Regions from separate parts of the Gossypium arboreum genome. Here region 1 is linked to region 2. The links are chromatin contacts, called in public Hi-C maps. All regions are on one chromosome and are shown on one strand. Each heading gives the region's core, a stretch centred on a gene start, on an enhancer-like site or on the middle of the called end of the contact. The rest is flanking DNA. Distances are from core to core; before and after follow the strand shown. Region 1 holds the start of LOC108483532. Region 2 overlaps LOC108482575 (nuclear-pore anchor).

The links. A called contact is a pair of places that touch in the nucleus more often than the background predicts.
Region 1: a contact with region 2 is called in a Hi-C map of leaf, with 4 times the contacts expected there. The contact joins the promoter of LOC108483532 here to the enhancer-like site in region 2. A contact is called at or near these places in 3 of 5 Hi-C or Micro-C datasets (all in leaf).

Annotation. Positions count from the first base shown.
Region 1 is chr1:103,576,463-103,583,428 of ASM2569848v2, forward strand. It overlaps LOC108483532, which reads left to right and starts at 3,754. Exons shown (of 22, transcript XM_017786982.2): 1 at 3,754-4,070; 2 at 4,219-4,363; 3 at 4,447-4,526; 4 at 4,608-4,694; 5 at 4,779-4,829; 6 at 4,923-5,040; 7 at 5,122-5,178; 8 at 5,281-5,345; 9 at 5,500-5,583; 10 at 5,680-5,730; 11 at 5,813-5,875; 12 at 5,994-6,040; 13 at 6,222-6,291; 14 at 6,379-6,441; 1 more. The coding sequence starts at 4,246.
Region 2 is chr1:103,443,203-103,449,939 of ASM2569848v2, forward strand. LOC108482575 (nuclear-pore anchor) reads left to right here. Exons shown (of 48, transcript XM_053029841.1): 48 at 1-1,166. The coding sequence ends at 909. Among protein-coding and RNA genes, the nearest start is that of LOC108481619, 6.0 kb to the right of the region's middle. Within about 2 kb of position 2,024, at least 2 of the 2 cell types and tissues checked have an H3K27ac peak or open chromatin away from gene starts, as enhancers often do. A contact at or near this core is called in leaf, where this site is marked.

The DNA of each region.
Region 1 (6,966 bases), core at 2,504-5,003, 130 kb after region 2:
AATCTTAACTTGATTGGTATGGGTATTATTGTCAATATAGGAGGATGTGGGTTCGAGTGCGCTATAACGCATTATCTTCTTATTTATAAGTTGGAGAGGGACTTTGGGTAATTTTAGGTGTTGTGTAAAAAAAAATAGATATAATTAGAATTTATTATTAAAAAAAGATTTTAATAATTTTCCTTAAATAAATGTATTCAATTTTTCATAAAAAGGGTGAACTTGAACTATTTATTCACAAATTAGGATATATTTGGGCAAACTAGAATATTCTGTTGCTTGCATTTGAAGAATAAGTTTAAACTTAAAATTTATATTAGTATATGGTAGTCGTAATGGTGTAATTTTTAAGTAAATGAATTTTAAATTAAAATTCCATTTTATGATCATCAATAACATATTTTATTATTTTTAATCCTTATGTTTTTTCTTTTAATAATAAGTGTTAGGTATGTGGTAAGATAATATTGCACTCTTAAGAAAAATATACAAATTCAAATTTTAGAGATAATATTATTTGGAGGGATAATCACAAGTCTCAATCATAGATTATAAAACAAAATTTTGAATTATATTGACAAATTATATAAAATAAGAATAATTTAAGACAACAAAAAACATGTAAAATATTTAAAAGATGTGGTGTCTCGAGAAATTGTATGTACATTATAATTATACTATTTATTATGTGTTTTATTGAGTTGGTGTCACCTTCAATTAGGCTGGAAATTACGAAAATATCATTTCGTAATTAAAAAAGTTATATTATTTGAAAGTAATTTCGTTTTTTATTTAAAAATCAATAAAAATATGCATATGGTGAAATTTGAACCAAGAACAATTGCATTAGTAAAACATTTAATTTAACACTCAACTAAAACTTTATTTTAATATTTTTGTACATTTCAATTTTTATTATACACACTTTATTACCTCCATCAATTGTATATATCTATATTAATGTATTTGATTGAGTTGGTGTCACAAGTTAATTGACACCGACTAAAGACTGATAACGACACCAACCCGAACCAATTGCATTAGTAAAATCTTTGATTTACCACTCAACTAAAACTTTGTTTTGATCTTTTTATACATATCAATTTTCATTATGCATACTTTATTACCTTCATCAATTATATATATATATATATATATATATATATATTAATGTATTTGATTGAGTTGGTGCCACAAGTTAACTCGAAACTAATTAAAGATTGATAACAATACCATGATAAATAATTTTAATCTAAATTTTTTCATTTTAACATTGTATATATTTCATATGTTATTAATAATTAGTTTTAAACTATATGTTTCATTGTTTATTATATGTTATTTTTAAACACACATTTGTGTTCTAAATTTGTGGTTTGCACACACATGCACGTGATAGGATTTCTAGTAAATATTGAACAATCTACTTGTAATGAATTATTAATGTATAAAAATAGGCTTAATGTATAATTTGGTACTTTAGTTTGAAACTATTTTAATATGGTATTTGTGTTATTTGTTAGTCTAATGTGGTACTTGTATTTGACAAAATATATACATTTTAGTACCTGAAGACAATAACGTTAACTTTTTAGTGTTTAATTCGAGTTTTAGAGTTGATTTGATGAAAAGTCATAATTAGCTAATAATAATATCAATTAACATAATCAAATCAACCCTAAAACTCAATTAAATCACATCCATTGGACTATATTTGGCAAATTAAACAAATTCACAATTAACATTAAATTTATTCTATTAATAAGATCATCAAAAATTCAGACCTAAATAATTTAGCGATAAACTTTCATTAATCATAAGACCCAAAATAAAGACTAAAAGAAGTTAACATTGTTACTCTTAAATACCAAAATATATAAGTTTTGACAAATATAAGTAGCGCATTAAAAATAATTAACACAAATAATATCTCCAAAACGAAAATTAATACTACACAAATATATAAACTAATGAAAATCTAAAAAATTAACTTTATCTCTTATCTAATAAGTGATTGGAAGGAGTATAAATGAACTTTTACCCGAACATTTGAACCAAATTTAAATTTTAAAATTATTATTGTTAAAAGAATTTTATCTAAATATCAATATTAACCTTAGAAAATAAAATAGATGAGTAGCATTTATGGTTATAAAAGAAATTCCTTCTCAACCGTCTGATTAAAATGACATAATTAGTGTCTCTTATATTAGTTAAACCATTGCTTTAACCATACTTTCAATTTTCTCATTCTTTCATTTAGGGACAGCTTTTATGGAGGGTTATTGATTTGGGACTTAAATTATTAAACCAATTTGAATTCTGATAAACATTTATTGATACTTTTATTTTAAAACTTTATCCATGAATACTTGTTTTTGAAGTTAAAAATATAATAAAGAGGATGTGGTACACTTGATTAAATGCTAATTTCATTCCAATCATCTCATTTATTATTAAAATATTTTACTAATGCATTTTTATAATTAAATTTAGGAGAGGAATCACTTATATTAATTTAGAATTAAGGTAATTTTACTCTTTTTTTTTTTGTATGTTTTTGTAGTTGAGTTTATCAATATAATTATACACATTATGCATGTAAATTTTGAATTGATTCGATATCTCTATTATATCGATCTAAATATTGTACATGTTACTATTTATTGAATAATTGAAAGTTTTATACATAAAACAAATCGTTAGAATTTTAATTTATGTCAAATTTGACATACATTATCTATCTGAATAGAGTATAAAATATATATGTTAAATCATTAAAATATTAATAGTACAAAAATATATGAAAATATGTAAAATTTCTTTAATTTTTTTGAACAATCTCATTATAGATTCTGATTATATTATTTTTGTGACATAATGTTTAAAATTACTCATAACCCTTTCCTAACACAGAAATAGAAAGATAATATGATTTAGCGCACTCGAACCCATATATTCCTGCATTGGCAACAATACCTATGCTAATTGAACTAAAACTTAATTGACAAAACCTTTAAATTTACTTTGATACAAGTAAAATCTTCCCTTAAATTTATATAAATTAATTTTATTATTCAAAATTTTATTCAAATATTACATATAATAATTTTGAAAACTCAATCTATGAATAAATAAATCCAAGTTAAATTCAACTAAATTTTTTTTATCAATTCTCAACTCAACCCACCTTTTCAACCTAAATGAAACAAGATAGGTTATATATATATATATATATATATATATATACCTAACCTAGCTCTTCAATAGGTTTAGAGGTAAGACATAGGTGGATGTTATAGGTAGGGTGTTTAAGAAGTTGGTCACGGGATTAGGAAAAAATTATATCCTTTATAAGCTCAATTAGGTTAAGTTTGGTGGATCCAAATTACCTATTTTTAGTAATTTAGTTATAAGTTTTGATGTATTTTAAATTATTTATAATCTTTTTTAATTTATAAATAAAAGATATTGTGTTTAAGTGCACTCGAACTTACATCTTCTTGATAATAATATTTATACTAATCGAATTTAAATATACTCAATCTATTTTTATTTGGATAAAATTTATTCTTTTAATAGTAAAAATATTTCAATAATCTAAATAAAAACATTAATAAAATTTCAAATTAAACCAAATTTAAACTTGATAATATTGAATTGTTGACTTCAGATTGAAGTGACCTTTAACTCTTGGATAAATTTAAAAGGAAAAGCATGATTTTTGTTTATGTTTATTTATTTTATTGTTTAGGTGTATTAAAAAAAAAAAAGAAATAAAAAGGGTAAGGTCGTGGGTTTTGGGTATAGTTTGTTTCCTTCATTCACTCATTCACCCGCCGCCTTGAACTTGAAAAAGCAAAGAGGGAGAGAGGGAGAAAGGGTGTATTACCACTACATACATTATTATTTATATTTATCTCTGATTTTGGTTTTTAGTTTCAATTCCATGCATTGCCGCATTTGACATTCTCATTCTGCTTCTGATTCTTGGGAAAACAAAGCCTTTTTTACTTTATTTTGTAAAGTGCGTTTACCATTGAGAACCAGCAGACGAGAGGAGAGGAGAGGTCTGTGTTTTTTTTTTTTTCCCCCCCTTTTCGCGTAATGCTTTGCTTTGGTATTATAAGAAGAGCAAAGCTTCGGTTGGTTGGCTGGCTGGATATTTTATAAGTATCTTCCTTTGATTCTCCTCTATTTTCATTTCATTTGTTATAGCTGCTGGTGCTACAAAGAGAGAAGAAAATGAAGTACGTGCTGGTTACAGGAGGTGTAGTGAGCGGCCTTGGGAAAGGGGTAACTGCCAGTAGCATCGGCCTTCTTCTCAAATCATGCGGCCTTCGTGTCACTTCCATTAAGATTGGTATTTTCTTTTTCTTCTTCTGCAATTCCGATGGTTTCACTCATTTCTTTTTTTTCACGTTATAATAATATGGTCATCTGCAGATCCTTATCTTAACACCGATGCCGGTACAATGTCTCCTTTTGAGCATGGAGAGGTGTTTGTCCTTGATGATGGCGGCGAGGTTATTTTTTTTCTCCTATTTATTTTTACATCCATGTTCGATCGAACCTTGATGATGATGATATCGTACATTTGATTTAAGGTGGACCTCGACCTTGGAAACTATGAGCGCTTTCTAGACATCACATTAACGCGTGAGAATAATATAACAACGGGAAAGATTTACCAGGTCTCTTCGCGTTCCTTTCTTCTTTCTTCCATTCCAATTCAAAAACTCTCTCTTCAATCACCATGCTCCTTCTGTTTTTCACAGTCTATTATTGACAAGGAGAGAAAGGGAGATTATCTTGGCAAGACTGTGCAGGTCCGTTTTTAAGCTTTCCACTCTTTTATCAACAAAATCTCCTATGCATTGCTACCTTATGATTTCCTAATTTAAGTCTCTTGTCTGCTGTAGGTTGTTCCTCACATTACAGATGAAATCCAAGAGTGGATAGAACGTGCGGCAATGATACCAGTCGATGGAAAGGAAGGTCCTGCTGATGTTTGTGTCATTGAATTGGGTGGAACTATAGGTACATTCACTTCATTGATGTCTGTTTGCTGCAATTCTTGTTCTTATTTTTTTTCCTTATTTACCACTTTTCTTTATCCAGGGGATATTGAATCTATGCCATTTATTGAAGCCCTTGGTCAATTCTCATACCGTGTAGGTAAGAATAATGTCCTTCTTCCTTATCTGAATTTTGAATGTTATTTTCTCTCAGATGTTCAACTGGTATGATCATAATTTCACTTTATATTTCTTATTTTAGGCACTGGAAATTTTTGTTTGGTTCATGTCAGCCTTGTGCCTGTTCTCAGTGTTGTCGGTGAGCAGGTATGCCTAGAGACTGTGTATCTGTTTATACATCAAATTTTGTAAATTGTATATAGATTATAGATCATGTTCTGAAGCTTGATGCATTTAATCAACTTATAAGCTTGATTTGTCGCTATTTCTAATTATCTTTATGACAAATTGAAAATAATAGAAAACAAAGCCTACCCAGCATAGTGTTCGGGGACTTAGAGGACTTGGCTTGACCCCAAATATTCTTGCTTGCCGCAGTACAAAGGTTTAACTGTCATTTCTATTATTCAAATGTATGCGCTGGTGCTGGTTTTGCATTTCTTATTAATTTTCACTAACCTTTTTCTTTTTTTCCCCATAGGCACTTGATGACAATGTCAAGGAAAAACTCTCTCAGTTTTGCCATGTGCCGGTAATACAGTACGAATGCTATTTGTCTTTCACATTTCTAAAATCAGTAATTACTGTTATTATGAAAAATGACTTTTTTCCAGGCAGAAAATATTGTCACTCTTTATGATGTTCCAAATATCTGGCACATACCTTTACTATTGAGAGTAAGTTTTTTTAGAACAGTTTTTTGTTGAGTTTATTGTTGTTTAACTTCTCAAACACAACTTGACTGCAGAATGTCCTTTTGTTATTTATATATATATTTTTTCTGATGATGAGTAGGATCAAAAAGCACATGAAGCAATCTTGAAAGGACTGAACCTTCTAGGGTCTGCCTTTGAACCATATATCCACTCCTCCTCTCTTCTTTCTGCTTTTTCTGTTGCATGATCAATCTCCTCTCCCTTTGTTTTCTCTTTATATCTTTGCTGTGATGGGAGTAATTTTTTATGCTGCAGCATCTGGCTGTGGTTTTCCGGGCATTTATATTTGCGTTTCTATGAATTGCAGGATTGCAAGGGAACCTGACTTAACAGAGTGGACTGCTAGGACCAAAAATTATGACATGCTTCATGATCCTGTGGGTCTCAAGCAACCGTAAATTATGAGTTGTATTTATTTGCTCATGGTGGAATCATAATGTTATTTGCTGTCATTTACATTGCAGGTTAAAATTGCCATGGTTGGAAAATATGTTGGGCTTACAGATTCTTATTTATCCGTTTTAAAGGTGAAACCTTCATTAGTTCTAAAAGTTATGAAAAGCTATATCTATCATCATCATCATTATCATTTACCTTCTTCACTAAGTCATTTCTATATAGTTAATGCTGTGTTTACATTAGCTACTTGTGCACCATGTAATCCCTGCCTTCATTCCCAAGAAAACTCTTTCCTCTCATATGAAACCTTCTATGAGATATAAGTGGTTGTTTGATGTAATATCTGGAAGAGCTTTTCTACTGCAAAAGTAGATGCAAGGTGTTTGGCTTTCAAAAGTGTGAAACTTTTGTGGGGAAGCCTGTTATTTTCTATAGCCTACAATATTTTCCATCAAGTTCTCCAAGTTCTTGTTTAGCATCTTTGAACTAACTTCAGTTAGAACTCTAGTCTTACAACATCCACTACCGAATCTCCAGTTAGACCAAAGATGAGTGCAGGTAATATGCATGTGATACAAATGGTTTCTAATTAACGGGTTTATTGCTGTAGGCACTTTTGCATGCATCAGTTCACCATCGCAAGAAGCTTGTTG
Region 2 (6,737 bases), core at 774-3,273:
GAGCTTGTTGATGTTGAGAAGGAAGAGGCTTACACAATGGAGGAAAATCTTGAAGAGTCAAAAGAACCCCAGGTAGATGGCATGAATGAGGTTGGATTGCAGGAAAATAAGAACAATATATCGGATGAGATCTTGGATAAACCAAGTGGAAACGAGGTGGTAGCTGATGAAGATTCAAAGAATCCAGCTGAGCAAGATAATCTACAGCCCGTGCTAGAAACTGAGAGTGAGAGAGAAGAAGGAGAGCTGGTCCCTGAGGTAGCAGCAGATACTGAAGGAGGTAATGATGCGCACAATGTGGTGGGATCCTCCGAGTTTGGCGATGGTCAGGCAGAGCTAGTTTCATCTCCTCTGGCTTCACCTTCAGGGGTTGATGATGAAGCTCTAGTTACCACAGCAGAAGGTGATAACTCTCCTGATGCTGTAAATGATGAGAAGAATGAGGAAGGTTATATAGGTGAAGAGACTGTTGCCGAAGGATCTGAAAAGTTGAATGATGGTAATGAGCAGAGTGTAGTGGAGACGGATCCAATGCCTGAAGCCGCTGCCGCTGCCGTTGCTACCTCTGGCACTAATGAGAGTGGCACAACAAGTGGTACACCTGAGGGTGAGGTCTCAAAAAACGTAGGTAGTTCAAGCGGTGCAGCAGCAGCAGAAGCAGAGGATGTGAAGCAGATGTCTCCCATAAGTGGGACTGGGAGCGGGAGTGGAGGTAGTGCAACCTCAACGCTGGTAAATCTTCAAGAGAGAGCCAGAGAAAGAGCAATGTTAAGACAGGCAGGAGTACTGGGTTCTACTACTTCAGGTAGAGGTCGTGGAAGGGTTGCAGTGCGTGCTCGAGGTGCTAGGGGGCGCAGTGCGCGTGGTGGACGAGCAGGTGGGGGACCACAAAATTCTGATCAACAGTGACCTATATTTGTTATGCTGGAGACCGGAGAGGTAAGAATAGAGAAGATGAAATGAGATGAGAGGATGTACTTTTTTTTTTTTTTCTCTATGAATCTTATTAAAAATATTTTTGGGAAAGAAGTTAGGAGATGAGAAGTTTTTAACATAATATATTTTAACGGACATAATATTGAGCAGTGGGTGCTAAATGAAGGAATGAATGAATGACAAGCTTGGGCTGGCAAATATCTTTTGTCTATAGCTCTTATGCTAATAAATTGAATTTCAAGAATACACAAGACGAAAGCTTCCAAAACACAGAAGAAATACATTGTGGATAACTTATTTTTCTCAGTCAAGAATTTTGTCTCTACTAGTTTGTTTTTATTTCATTTAATAATAATAATAGCAGCAGTAGTATGCAACGATCGATCTTTTCACAAGGATTGGTTGATTAGCTCGGACTTTGTAAAACCCATCTTCAGCAATGCACTTCCATTGTTTATTAGACTGAAGAAACAACATTCGGATCACAACCATTATCAATCAATAGTTCGTCGTCTTGGTCGGAACTAACAGACTACATCTCTTTTCTCCTTAGGGTTTTAAGTATCCAGTTTCATCACAGTTTGCAGGCAATTTTTCCTTTTGGATCTGCTGTGTTCGCTACTCATAAACTCCGATTATAACGTTGATTGTACCTGTCATGAACTCATAACGCTTTTTAGGATTTCTTTGACTCCAATCTCTTTCTTAGGTGGTGGTTCCACAACTAATATTTTTTCCTTTATTGCGTATATTATATCGATTCACATTATGTTGAGTGTACTGTTCAAATTTTTGAGTTTGATGAGTTCCATCCCCGTTTCTTTTCTTCGACGTTCTTTGGATGAGATTGTTCGTATTTTCACTGGATTTTGTCGGCTTGCTCAATCTTTTTCTTGGCCAGTTCTACTTCTACTCCAGTCCTTATAAAATTGATGGAGCCTAGACAATTGTGCATCTGTTAATGCATATCGCATGCCTAAATCCAAATATAAATGCCTGAATGACTCATTCTTGCGATGTGGAATCATCTAATGTACTCGTATAAAGTACCGTCTTTAACTTTGAGCGATGGACATTAAGCTTGAAGAAGTTCTGGATGTCACCATGCAATTTCCAAAGCAGGTCATAAAGTCTTGATTCAACCGATCGAATTTACGATTTACCCAAGGGTAAGAGAATGCCACTATGTTTTGGTTGGACCATAGAGCGTGGTTGGGAAAACTTATCAAATTGGGAACATTCTTGAGGTTATGGAAAGCCCTGAAATGATTTAGATTGTCGGTCGCGTGTGTGGAGCCATCGTAGATTTTTGGGAATAATTTCACTTTGGTTGATACATGGATTTGTCTTATGACCAATGGCAGGGCGATCTGTGCAACATTTGAACACTCAATCGTTGGATTGCCTTGAGTTTTATAGCTTTTGTTTTAATGCAGCTACTTATTTTGCGCTATCGACCGGATTTGGTTGACAAAACTTTATCCTTCATTTAGATGGTGGTTGGAGAGTGTCCGTTGTCTTAGCAGAGGTTGTGTGTTGTTCCCTCTAGAGGAGTTTGAACTTCTATCTGATAAGATCTGTCTAGAAGGTTGTGCGACGTTTTTTGTCGGTGGATTTGCTCCAATTCCTTCTGTGTCTTCTTCAATATCTTTTGTTTTGCATCAAAGGTGTTGGGAAGGAGTTAAATTACGAGGTACATTTAGAGTGAGAATCAAGTTGTTGTGGAATGGATGACATGGCATTTGCAATTAATGACACTGGCAACATCAATGGAGAATTTTAATATTTGCTGGTCTAGATGTGACCAATAAAGTGCTCATTCTAAGAATTACTCGGTTGGTTGCAATTGCATTTCATAGTACTATTGTCGTGGCTTGACTATACCTAATTAGTAAAATAGGCTAAAGGGATCTCGTAATAAATGTACTACATCGGGAGGTTAGTGGTTTGGGTTGGACTACTCGTTCCAGTGCTAACTGGTTTGGGTGGATGGCTAGTGCTGAAAGTTACCATGGGCGGTTGAAAGACAGTTGTCTACATTTATGACCTAGGCTTGTGATTTTGGGTATTTGTGATAGTTAAGTTGGGTTGTTTGGTGGGAGAGTCCGGCTTTTGTTCAAAGAATTCCCATTAATGGCGTCAATTGTTGATGTCTATTTGTAAAGGATGATCTGGAATGAGCTAGATTACTGTCTTAAGTGGTCTGCAAGGTAGAGAGATTATACTTTGGGACACCTACTAGTACTCTTAAAGTCAGTAAATATAAAATGGTGCAGGCTACTTGGTTAATATCAAAACATTGGTATTTATATATCTTTATAGTGCTTGCTTGATGATATGTGCTCCGTCACATCTTGTGAAGATTCAAATAAAAGAGCTCATAAGTGGACCAATGATATATTTTCATTTGCAAACATGATTCGTTTTGGACTATTATGGAAGAATAATTGGGCCTATTGCGTGAAGCCCAACACTAAGATGAAATGTTACTTTGGATTAAATATTTGCGCCCTATCACTTAGCCAGTTAGTTTTTGGGTTTAAAACTTCGTTGGTTTAATTTATGATCTTCATGTAGTAATGTATTGTATCTTGAGGTGTCAAGTGTGTCTTCAATTTATGCTTTGCATTATATTTAGTTTCCACAACTTTTGTGTGTCCATATCATATTTATATCATGTCACATGATTGTTGTCTTTAATGTGTCATGTTTATTATGTTTTAATTTCACAGCATGCATATTTTTATTTATATTGTGTTTGAGTTTTAACTATTGTATGTTTTAGTGATATTTGTTGTTTGTGATTTTAGCAAATGAGCTAATGGTTTCTATTTTTAGTGTATGTAGGTATATGACCAGTCACAAAGAGGTGCTTATGACTGTTAGTATTCCCATGCAAATTTATGCACGTTCATTTTCTTAGCCAATAAGAATTCATGTATTTCTTCAAACATTAAGTGACCATTTGAGTTCTGCACACAAGTGCATTGTTCTTGCCAAATTCATGAATGGCTGAATTCATGTACCAAGGCTCTTAAATGGATGTTCCTTCAAGGGGAAATAATGTGACTTTTGAAACAAACATTGAATATGCAAGTTCATGTATGGTAAGGGGAATACAATTTGTTGGTTTATGTATTTCCCAAGTGCATGTATGTCACACGCTAAAATAGGGCCTAAGAGTTTTAGGGGTATTTTAGGAATTTTAGCTTTCGTATGTTCAGAATTTTGTGACATGACATATCGGTAATGTTTGTAATTATGGTTTTTATAAATTTAATCAATTTTTAAAAATGAGTTTTAAATACCTTTAATTTTAAAAAAAGGAGTGATTTGTAAAAGAGTTAAATTTGTGAGTTTTTAAGAAGAATTAGACCAAAATTTAAAAAAAAACCAACCTATTTCTTCTTCCCACTTACAGTTTTTCACGTTAACTCTTCCCCAAAATCAGTGTTGCCGTCCCTTGATTCTCTCTTGCTATTTCAATCAATTTTGAACTCAAATTCCTAATCCTTTTTTATTTTTATCACCTTTAAACCTTAAACCTCTATAAAAGGCCAAGAAAAACACCAAAAAAATACCATAGTTCCTCCATTGTCAAGTTTTTGGATTTTTCGAATTTTCGATCAAACGCATAGATTTTCTTCATCTAAGGTAATGATTCAATTCCTTATAGTTTTTAATGTTATCTAGTATTTAAAACTAAGTTTTTAGCTGTTAAAATGCATGTTCTTGATAAAAGCCAAAAATCGGGTCATTAATGGTGAATTTCGGGTTTGTGGATAAAAACGTGATTGCAAAGTGTTTTTCAATTATTTTTAATATGATTAGAAGGTTTCTAAACTTGCTTTAAAGTTTCGTTAAGGATTTCTAAGGACTTGATGAATTTTCGTGAAAATTACCATAAACATGTTAAAAATTTTGATACCACGAATTGAGCAGTTTAAATGAGAATCAATCATAGGTGAATAATTAGATGAATGGAATTCGTTTTAGGCAAAAAGATTAAGTATAGACCGAAATATTTGAGTTTCAAGTTTGTTAGTTGAAATTTCAGTTTCTTGAGGAATATAGTTTAGGCTTGCGTTTTTTGTTGGTTTAAGTGAGTCTTTGGCTAAATTTTGATTGTGTATATTGTGTGGTAATATGTGTGGAGCATCGGAATCATTGGAACCTTCTACGATCAAGGTGAAAGACAAGGAAAAGCTATTTTAAGCTTTCGGCTTTTCGACGAAAGCCTAATTGGTGAGTGTTTTGGAATAGCTGCTCGTAAGCAATCTGTTGTGTATTTGGGAATTTAGAGATAGCCTAAACCCCTTCTTTAAATTCCGAGTGTAAGTGTTCTTTTACCTATGCTAAATATGTGATAAATATGGTTGTGAATTGTGAAGAGGATTGTGATGTGATGAAATATAAACATGTTGGGATGACTATTGTGACGATAAATATGATGGTATGTTATTCATGTCATGTGACAGTATGTATAATGTGCTAATGATATGATTATGCGGTGAATACGTTCGGATAATCGGTAAGTAATATTTGATGACATTATGAATATTTTGGCCTTGTGACTTGATGAAACCGTTGGATATAGTTGACATGTCATAGGATTGTGAGTACTCACTTATTTGTGTTGTGATATATGGGGCGTTGAGGCCTAGTGACAGTTTAGGAGAGATAAAGGAATGTGAGCCGAGCTCCATTCACTGGGATATGTATGTGTGGTGTGTTGCAGAACATTAGCTATATGCTTCGCTTATGGGATATGTTTGACTCTACGAGTTTATGTGTGGTGTGTAGAGATCCATGTACCCGATGAGTGGTGATAGAGTCCACTTTATGTTTCATAATCTCAAGAGCCAAATTATCATATACTGTAACTAAATGTAATTATATGTGCTTATATTTGATTGATGTCTGTCAGAAATTGATATATGTATGCCTAAATGTTTGTATAAATAATGTGTAAAAGAATGCATAGAATATGACTAAATATGTGAATCATGACACTTAGTTAATGATGTTTTGGGAATATGCTGTATGTTGTTTGGTTGATGCGTGATGACTTGTTTCCGTAGTGGTTATTCTAGGTATTCACTGAGCTTGTTAAGCTCACCCACTCCATTTTATCCTTTGTAGAGTAATTGTGTTCTCGGTGTGAGAAGTGTGGCTGTCGAGGGATTGATCCAAGCCATTCTTTACTTATTATAGTAGGAGTTTTGCTTATTCTAGTTCTAGGGAATAAAAAGGCAATGTGGTAGACATTATATCGGTTTATTAAGATGTTTTGGGGATTATTTGTATATTGCATATGTTGGGAAGCTTGTGAACTTGGACTTGGTGTTTGGTTTATTGTTTAGTCATTTTGATGCATATGTGACTAAAGGAAAGAAGCATGATGTTTAGGGACTAGGTTTGAATGATTCAAATGCTCTTATATGCTGAATTTTTGTAATTTGAAGCAGATGTATCGATATTAAGGCTTTTAGAATGATACCTCTTTATTTTTGAAAGTGTAGGGAGTTAGAATATCAATTTGGTATCGATATCTTGGTCTGAGTATCGGTACTCCGGTTGTAATTATCGATACCTTGCGAAAGGTACCGATATTTTCTGATGTTTTGAAATTTGGTAAGAAATAGAATACTAATTTGGTATCGATTTTCCCAATGGTATCAATACCACTTAAAGGAAATAACGGTACCATAGTGGTGGTATTGATACCTATGTAAAATTTTTTGGGAAAATTTGCTAAGTAGTTCCAATGCTCGAGATATGTACATTTTATGTTTGTTTGT